Linked DNA regions of Rattus norvegicus: region 1 is linked to region 2. Evidence: chromatin contacts called from public Hi-C data. All regions are on one chromosome and are shown on one strand. Each heading gives the region's core, a stretch centred on a gene start, on an enhancer-like site or on the middle of the called end of the contact. The rest is flanking DNA. Distances are from core to core; before and after follow the strand shown. Region 1 holds the start of Pex7 (peroxisomal biogenesis factor 7). Region 2 overlaps LOC134482580 (a long non-coding RNA gene).

The links. Hi-C and Micro-C count contacts between places; a contact is called where the count stands out from the background.
Region 1: a Hi-C map of Schwann cells shows a contact between it and region 2, with 2.9 times the contacts expected there. The contact joins the promoter of Pex7 here to the enhancer-like site in region 2. A contact is called at or near these places in 4 of 12 Hi-C or Micro-C datasets (Schwann cells, hepatocytes, kidney and 1 more).

The regions. Positions count from the first base shown.
Region 1 is chr1:16,464,091-16,467,655 of GRCr8, reverse strand. Pex7 (peroxisomal biogenesis factor 7) reads left to right here and starts at 1,352. Exons shown (of 10, transcript NM_001034147.1): 1 at 1,352-1,515; 2 at 3,306-3,363. The coding sequence starts at 1,401. The region is part of intron 1 of LOC102547604 (60S ribosomal protein L27a-like); the gene reads left to right.
Region 2 is chr1:16,246,081-16,249,216 of GRCr8, reverse strand. The region is part of intron 1 of LOC134482580 (a long non-coding RNA gene); the gene reads left to right. It also overlaps a transcript of Il20ra not described here. Among named protein-coding and RNA genes, the nearest start is that of Il20ra, 23 kb to the left of the region's middle. Within about 2 kb of position 1,571, at least 3 of the 93 cell types and tissues checked have an H3K27ac peak or open chromatin away from gene starts, as enhancers often do.

The sequences.
Region 1 (3,565 bases), core at 103-2,602, 220 kb before region 2:
TTTCAACAAACAATTCCTGAGTCTATATAAGCACTCTACTAAGAGTTGGAAACGATTTAAACCTTTTGTCTTCATTTGACCCTTAATTTCACCCTCTCCACACCTTACCATAATTCTCAATAAAACACTACGACTGGGTCATGGTGTCTTTTGCTTGAGTTGTTGCTAAAGTCTCTTAACTGGTACTCCATTGCCAATCTCTAGTCTCCAGTTAGTGTTTCTTGAGAATGGTAACTCACTTAAGGATCCATATCTGAAAACTTATACAGTTCTCTACTATTTAAACTGCACCACAGTTCCTCTGGCATGGTGTACAATACAAAACTTCATGTTGGAGCATTTGACTTCCTCTAATCAGGTGAAATCTACCCAAAATGCTCTTTCCTATCAGGCTAGACTGAATTCTGGTGGCTACCATCCCTTATGGTTTTAGCTTTCCTGGGTTCTTCACCCTTCACCTGATCCCACAATGGCTTCCAACTTTTATTTAAAGAACATCCGTTTGTATGAATTCACCCTAGATTATCTCCTTTCTAAAGCTTTCCCTACCACTCCACCCTTAAAGACACCATGCATATTTATCATAGCATCAATAGCATTTTGGTTACACTTAACAGCTTTCATGACTTGTAATCGCTTGAGCTCAACCATGTTCCCCAGTGGGGATTTTGAATGCAAAAGTCTAGTGCCATGCTTGGTATATGAGGTTTAATGATTAATAACAATCTCTTTCACTAGTCATTGTTTGGTTTGGCAAACTGCACAATCATCTACCTCACTGCATATGTTTGGCAACTGTTTGAACGAATTAATGAGCCTGACTTTTCCTTAATTACCGGACTATATCTTCACAGAGAGACTATTTAACACCTATAGACAGCTAATTGCACAAGATAATAGTCCTATCTTTTAACTTCATTGTTGTCTGATTCAAATTACCTTGGGGCAACACAGCACTCCATTCGTTGCCTCTGGACTCACTGACTGCTTTTTGAGTTTGTTGTGGCTTTTATTTCGTAATCATCAGGAAAATGCCAGAACAGCAAATTGTTGAAAGTTCAAGCAATTAAAAACACAAGGTGCCCCGCTATGGAGGCTGCCACGAAACGTGGACAACTCTCAGAAGTGACCCCTAACTGATATCTTTTCTCTTAAATCTAGAACAATCTCTGGAAGACCAGTTGCAAATCGCTGGGGTTTTTGCCCAAAAGAAAAATGGTCTTCCCGGAGTCCTCTTCCTTTTCTATGTGGACCAATCAAAATCTAGGATTCCGCGGGTCGGCGTCGTCACTTCCGCCCGGCCTTCCCTAAGTTCTCTCAGGGAACCTCGGCCGTGCACTTCTTCCTCGAGATTGTTTCCGCGCCCGGGTGGGGAGGCCGAGTGGCGACGGGCGGGCGGGATGAGCGCGGCGCGGACGCTGCGGGTGCCGGGTCGCCACGGCTATGCGGTCGAGTTCTCTCCGTACCTGCCGGGCCGCCTGGCCTGTGCCGCTGCGCAGCATTACGGCATCGCGGGTGAGCGCGGGCCGCGCCTCCGGGGCGGGCATAGGACACGCTGCTGAGCGCGTGTTGCCGCTCGCCACCGCCAGGGGGAGACAGAGCTCGGCCCTCCCTCCTTGGTCCCCCTTTCTGCATAGTTGGCCTTTGAAGCCCAAGGGAAGTCTGTAGCTTATCCTTTCCCTTCTGTAAGAAGGATGCACTTCTCAGCACATGCAAGATGGAGTTAACAGATCACGAGTTCAAAGCCATCCTCAACTGAAACGTAGAGCGACGCGGGCCCTTTCTTGAAAAAGAAAAAAAAAAAAAAAAAAAAAAGAAAGTTCTGTGCTCGCTTTTTGTTGTCTCATTGAAAATGGATAAATGCGCAGAGATGTCTATGTGCTCAAGCCATTTATTTTAACTTATACCCCATCTCTTGTTTACGCGCAGGAGAAGTGTGTGGCGAGCCATTGCATAATGTCAGCGAACTGTAGTATTTTTGTTCACTGCAGGAAAAAAATATGATTTCTGAAAAATAACTTATTTCCTTATAGTTTTGACCATGAGTGCTTAGTGCTTGCATGGTTGGATTTTCAGTTCTTGATCACTAGTTAGGAGGAAGACTTACGTCTTTTATAAAGGTTTCTTATAAGAAGTTGAAATATTTAGGAATTGTTTTCTATAGTGTGTGTGTCTGTGTCTGAGTTTTTTCCTTATATGTATGTCTGTGAACCATGGCATACCTGGTACCTGCTAAGGTCAGTAGAGGATGTTTAAAGAGGGTGTTGGATCCATTACTGATGGTTGTCAGCCATCAAGTGGCTGCTGGGACTAGAAGCTAGGTCTTCTGCACTTGTGAGGGATCTGCCATTTCTCTGCCCCCAGAGCTGATTTTCTTTTTCATCAGTTATGTTTAAGTGGATGATCTTTACCACTTTACACACCTCACTGATCACAGAAACTCAAAGCATAGTTCTGTTCAGACTCTAGTGACAGTTGAGTGTGAGTGTGAGCTTATAGTCACCTTACCTTGTAAAATTCAAGCACAGATTCACTTGGATCAGATGTTGATAGAATATGGGATGGGGGGGTGGAAAGACAGTAGTCTTTGAGCAAAAATAATTGCTTGCCAGTAGTAATTAACTGAAATGAGTACTGTCTCCAACACCTGACTGAAGAGTGTATGGTATTTCCACACATACTTTGTCTTAAAATGCTGTAATCAATGTGTTTTACATGTATCAGGAAGGCAGGATCACAGTCTTGGGAGTTTGTAAGCATGAGCCTTCCTTATCTTCCGTTATTAGAGGTGTTAGCTTCAACTTGACGGGTTTGTGTGCCTCCAGCCTGGCCTGGTTTTAGTTGTTACTTTGATGCGTTTCCCCAGACTGGTGTTACATCCCAGTCAGGCCAGATGTAAGGTGGATGTTTAGTGACTGAAGCATACTATGTAACTTTTTTTTTTCTTTTCTTTTTTTCGGAGCTGGGGACCGAACCCAGGGCCTTGCAAGCGCTCTACCACTGAGCCAAATCCCCAACCCCTACTAACTACTAACTACCCCCTACTTGCCTAGTAAGCGCAAGGCCCTGGGTTCAGTTCTCAGCTCCGGGAAAAAAAAAAAAAAGAAAAGAAAAGAAAAAAAAGAAAAAAAAAAACTTCTGACCATGTAACTTTTAATCCTTTCGTGTATATACAGTTATGGTTAATTTCCGGGAAGTTTGGGGTAGTTAAAGCTGGTCCACAGAATTAACACATCGTCCTAGATGTCTCCCAGAAGGTTCAACAACAGGACTTAGGGTTTTGTTTTGTTGTATTTTTCTTCTAGGCTGTGGAACCCTATTGGTATTGGATCAAAATGAATCTGGACTCCAGATTTTTAGAAGGTAAGGTGACTGACTTTTCTGTTGCTGTGATAGGACACTATAATTAAGGCAACTTATAAAAGAAAGAGTTTAATTTAGGCTTACGGTCTTAAAGAGTCAGAGAATAATGGCAGAGCAAGGTCCTGGCAACAGGAACAGCTGAGAATTCACGTTCTGAGCCACAGATGGGGGGCAGAGAGATGCACTCTGGGAATGGGGAAAG
Region 2 (3,136 bases), core at 322-2,821:
GGGAGCGTCTGTTGAGTCTGATCAGAAATCATAGTCTTCCTGGACCTCCTCTTTACCGGCTTTCGAGGACAGCGGCAGAAGTCGGTTTCTGGGGCAATGAGCTTCATTTTCAGAAGAGTGCCTCGCACGGCAGAAATGTGACCCACTGGCCACTGGATGTCACTCTTTGCTCAGGCTCCTAAGTCGGGCTGTCCTTCCAGGCTTCTGCACGCGAATATGCAATGTCCTCATAGGAAGGCGCGCCAGAGGGCAGGGGCTCACTTGTGCAGGCTCCCTCAACATGGGATCACCCGCAGTTCCAAAGGGAAACAGAGTTTTGATTCTTGGCTGCAGAGACTGAGAAGAGATGGGTGGGCTCGATCCGGGCTTTCGCATTCAGGCACTTAGGTGGCGCTCCCACACAGCTGCTCAGATCTGTCAGGCAAGAGGTGGCAGGCTCACCTACAGGGCCACAGCTCGATCCAAGGAGTGCAACTCATTTTAGTTTCACAGCTGGCACCGCTCGCATGTAAAGAAAACACCAAAATTCTTCCATTCCAAAACAGAACAGGAAGTGCAAAATGGGGCTCAGTGGCCGGCCACTGTGAAACTGGGACAGCTTTTTCCCTGGGGGATTACTTTTTAACTGCAAGGGTTGCAGTTTGAACCATGAGCGACACTAGCACCAGCTCCTTGAAGGTTTCTACCTATGTGCATGGCTGGAGAGTTCCCCCTTCCTAGCTACCATGATGACACAAGTTGCTTTGACCTCTTTATCTACTACCTGGCCCATCGTCTTTGAGCCAGTGTACCAACTTACCATTTATGTGAAGGTTTTAACAAGCCTGGAGCGATTTGCTACAGTCCCTGTGGGGAACCTCCTCGAGAGTATTATTACTCTGTTATTCTACACGACAACGTGCATTTATAGGGTGCTGTTTTCTGTGTTCCAGACAACGGTAGGGGTAAGGTTGAGGAGGGACACAGTACATGCAGGACCCGGTACTGAAGAACTGAAGTATTTGCGAGTTGAGGTCTTAAAGCAAAGGACACAGATTGCTCTGTAGACATCGTCAGTGTGTGGAGAGGGATTGACTTTCCCATAGGGAGAGTGGCTGACTCAGCTAACCTGTCTATAGAGGAAGCTTCATGAGATCTTTCTGCCTCTGATTCAAGTCCAGGCAACAGCCTTGAAGAAACCATGTGAGAGTTGTTCACAAACAGCCAAAGAGAGTTTTGTTTTAAAGATAAATCTCACTTTGGAGTTTCTTGACTTCGAGGCTTCAGTAGTGTGTCCTTGCTCTTAAGATATAACATCCCCAGGCCCCCCCCCCACAATCTTATCACAGTTGTGACTTAGACGATGCCTACTTCTACAGCACTATTAAGTAACACTTTTCCCTGCCTCTTAGATTTTTATTACCAGTTTGAACTTCCTCTAACTGCCAGGCAGCTTCTGCATCGGGACTTTGGTAATCAATGCTTCCTCTGACAGTAATGTTCTTTTGTAACAGTTCTCTCACTTCCTCTCTGCCACATGCCCACTTAAGTGTTGGTTTGAACTCTGGTGACTTCTCCAGTGAAGCCAGAGTCTTGCATTAGTCAGCTGTCCCCCATTCTACAGTCCTTATGACACTCGTGCCCGTGGGACTTCTCGGATGCTCCAGGGGGCACATTCCTTTCTGTAGCAATTCCATGGCTAAGGGAGTTTAACCCTTGACCCCTACAACATACTGCTACCAGTTCTCACTCAGTGAGGTCGTCTTCATTGCCATCCGGCCAGCAAATTATCTATAAGATGCCACTAAGTACTTGTCAGGATTATTTTTGAAGGCAAGTGTCTTTAACTGGGGTCTCCTGAAACAATTCTGAAGCAGAGACTTATGGGCAATGATTTAGTTTACTGGTAAATGTTCGGAAGCTCAATGCCAGCATGGCGGAGTAGAAAGGCTGCACGCAGATTCCTTGCAGAAGTTGGGGCCAACCCCATTCAGGTGCTGGGGGATTTGGGGGCAGAACTGGTCTTTCTGAGTTGTCCCAGTTGATGCCTGAGGCTACAGAGGGGAGTGACCTGGCATTCTTCAGCCAGTGAGGACTCAGCTTTGGGTAACAGCAGTTCCTTTCAGGCAAAGGCAAAGTTGAGAAGGACGTGCCCAGAAACAGTCAACTGGCCATGGGAAACAAGAACGTGAGGTCTTCTCAAATACTGTCCTTAATTCTGGATGTCTTCTGAAGCGTGTTGAAATCCATAATTTATCTCTTTGCCCCACCTCTTTATTCCTAAGTAAATGTTTCTATTTGTATTATATATTAGATATCCTATTTATCGAAAATAAATTTTAAAAAATGGTTTCTTTTTAAACAAAGACTCCCAAAAGTAATAAAATAAATATGCCCTTTGGAGGGAAATAATAACTAGATTAAAAAGGAAATAAAAGTTTTCCTAGTGATGCTTAACTACACTGTGAATTACTTTGCTGTAAGCTTCAAGTAGCATTTCTAACTGGTAGACACTTCCTGGCTTAACAATAACTTTTCAAAGAACTGTAAATAAAAATCTTACCCGTTTATCTGCCAACAGCAGGTTTCTGCCCACAACATTTGCTAACAAGAATCGCTTTTTTTTTTAAATTTTAGAAATATTTACGTAGTTCAGAAGGACAGGCAAGCAAAATTATAGAGAATTAAAAGAATGAGTTTTTGAGGGGTTGATCAACAGTCAGGAGTGCTTGCTGCTCTTCTACAGGGCCTGAGTTTGGTTTCCACACCCATGTTTGACAGGTCACAACCAAAGAATTCTATCCCCTCTCTTGGCCTCTGAGGGCACTTGGGATCATATATGTACACACATGTAAATTTAAAATAAAATACATTATGTACAAAAGAATGCTCTTTAACTTGAGTAATGGCTATCCTAAACCCATTAGTCCTTGTACCATGTAGCCTATAACTCTTAGTGAGGTATTTACTCATAGTTTCCTGTGGTCTCAGCTCTGCAGGATGAGGTCACCTAGGTAACTATAACATCCGGCGTCCCTGTCACTTGGTGCCACCCTGAGATCTCGGAGTCTTATGTTTTGACTTAGAATCTGCTCACTGTTTTGACCTAGCTCCTCCTGTGATTCCAGCTGCCCCACTGTACAGACTCCAGGAATTG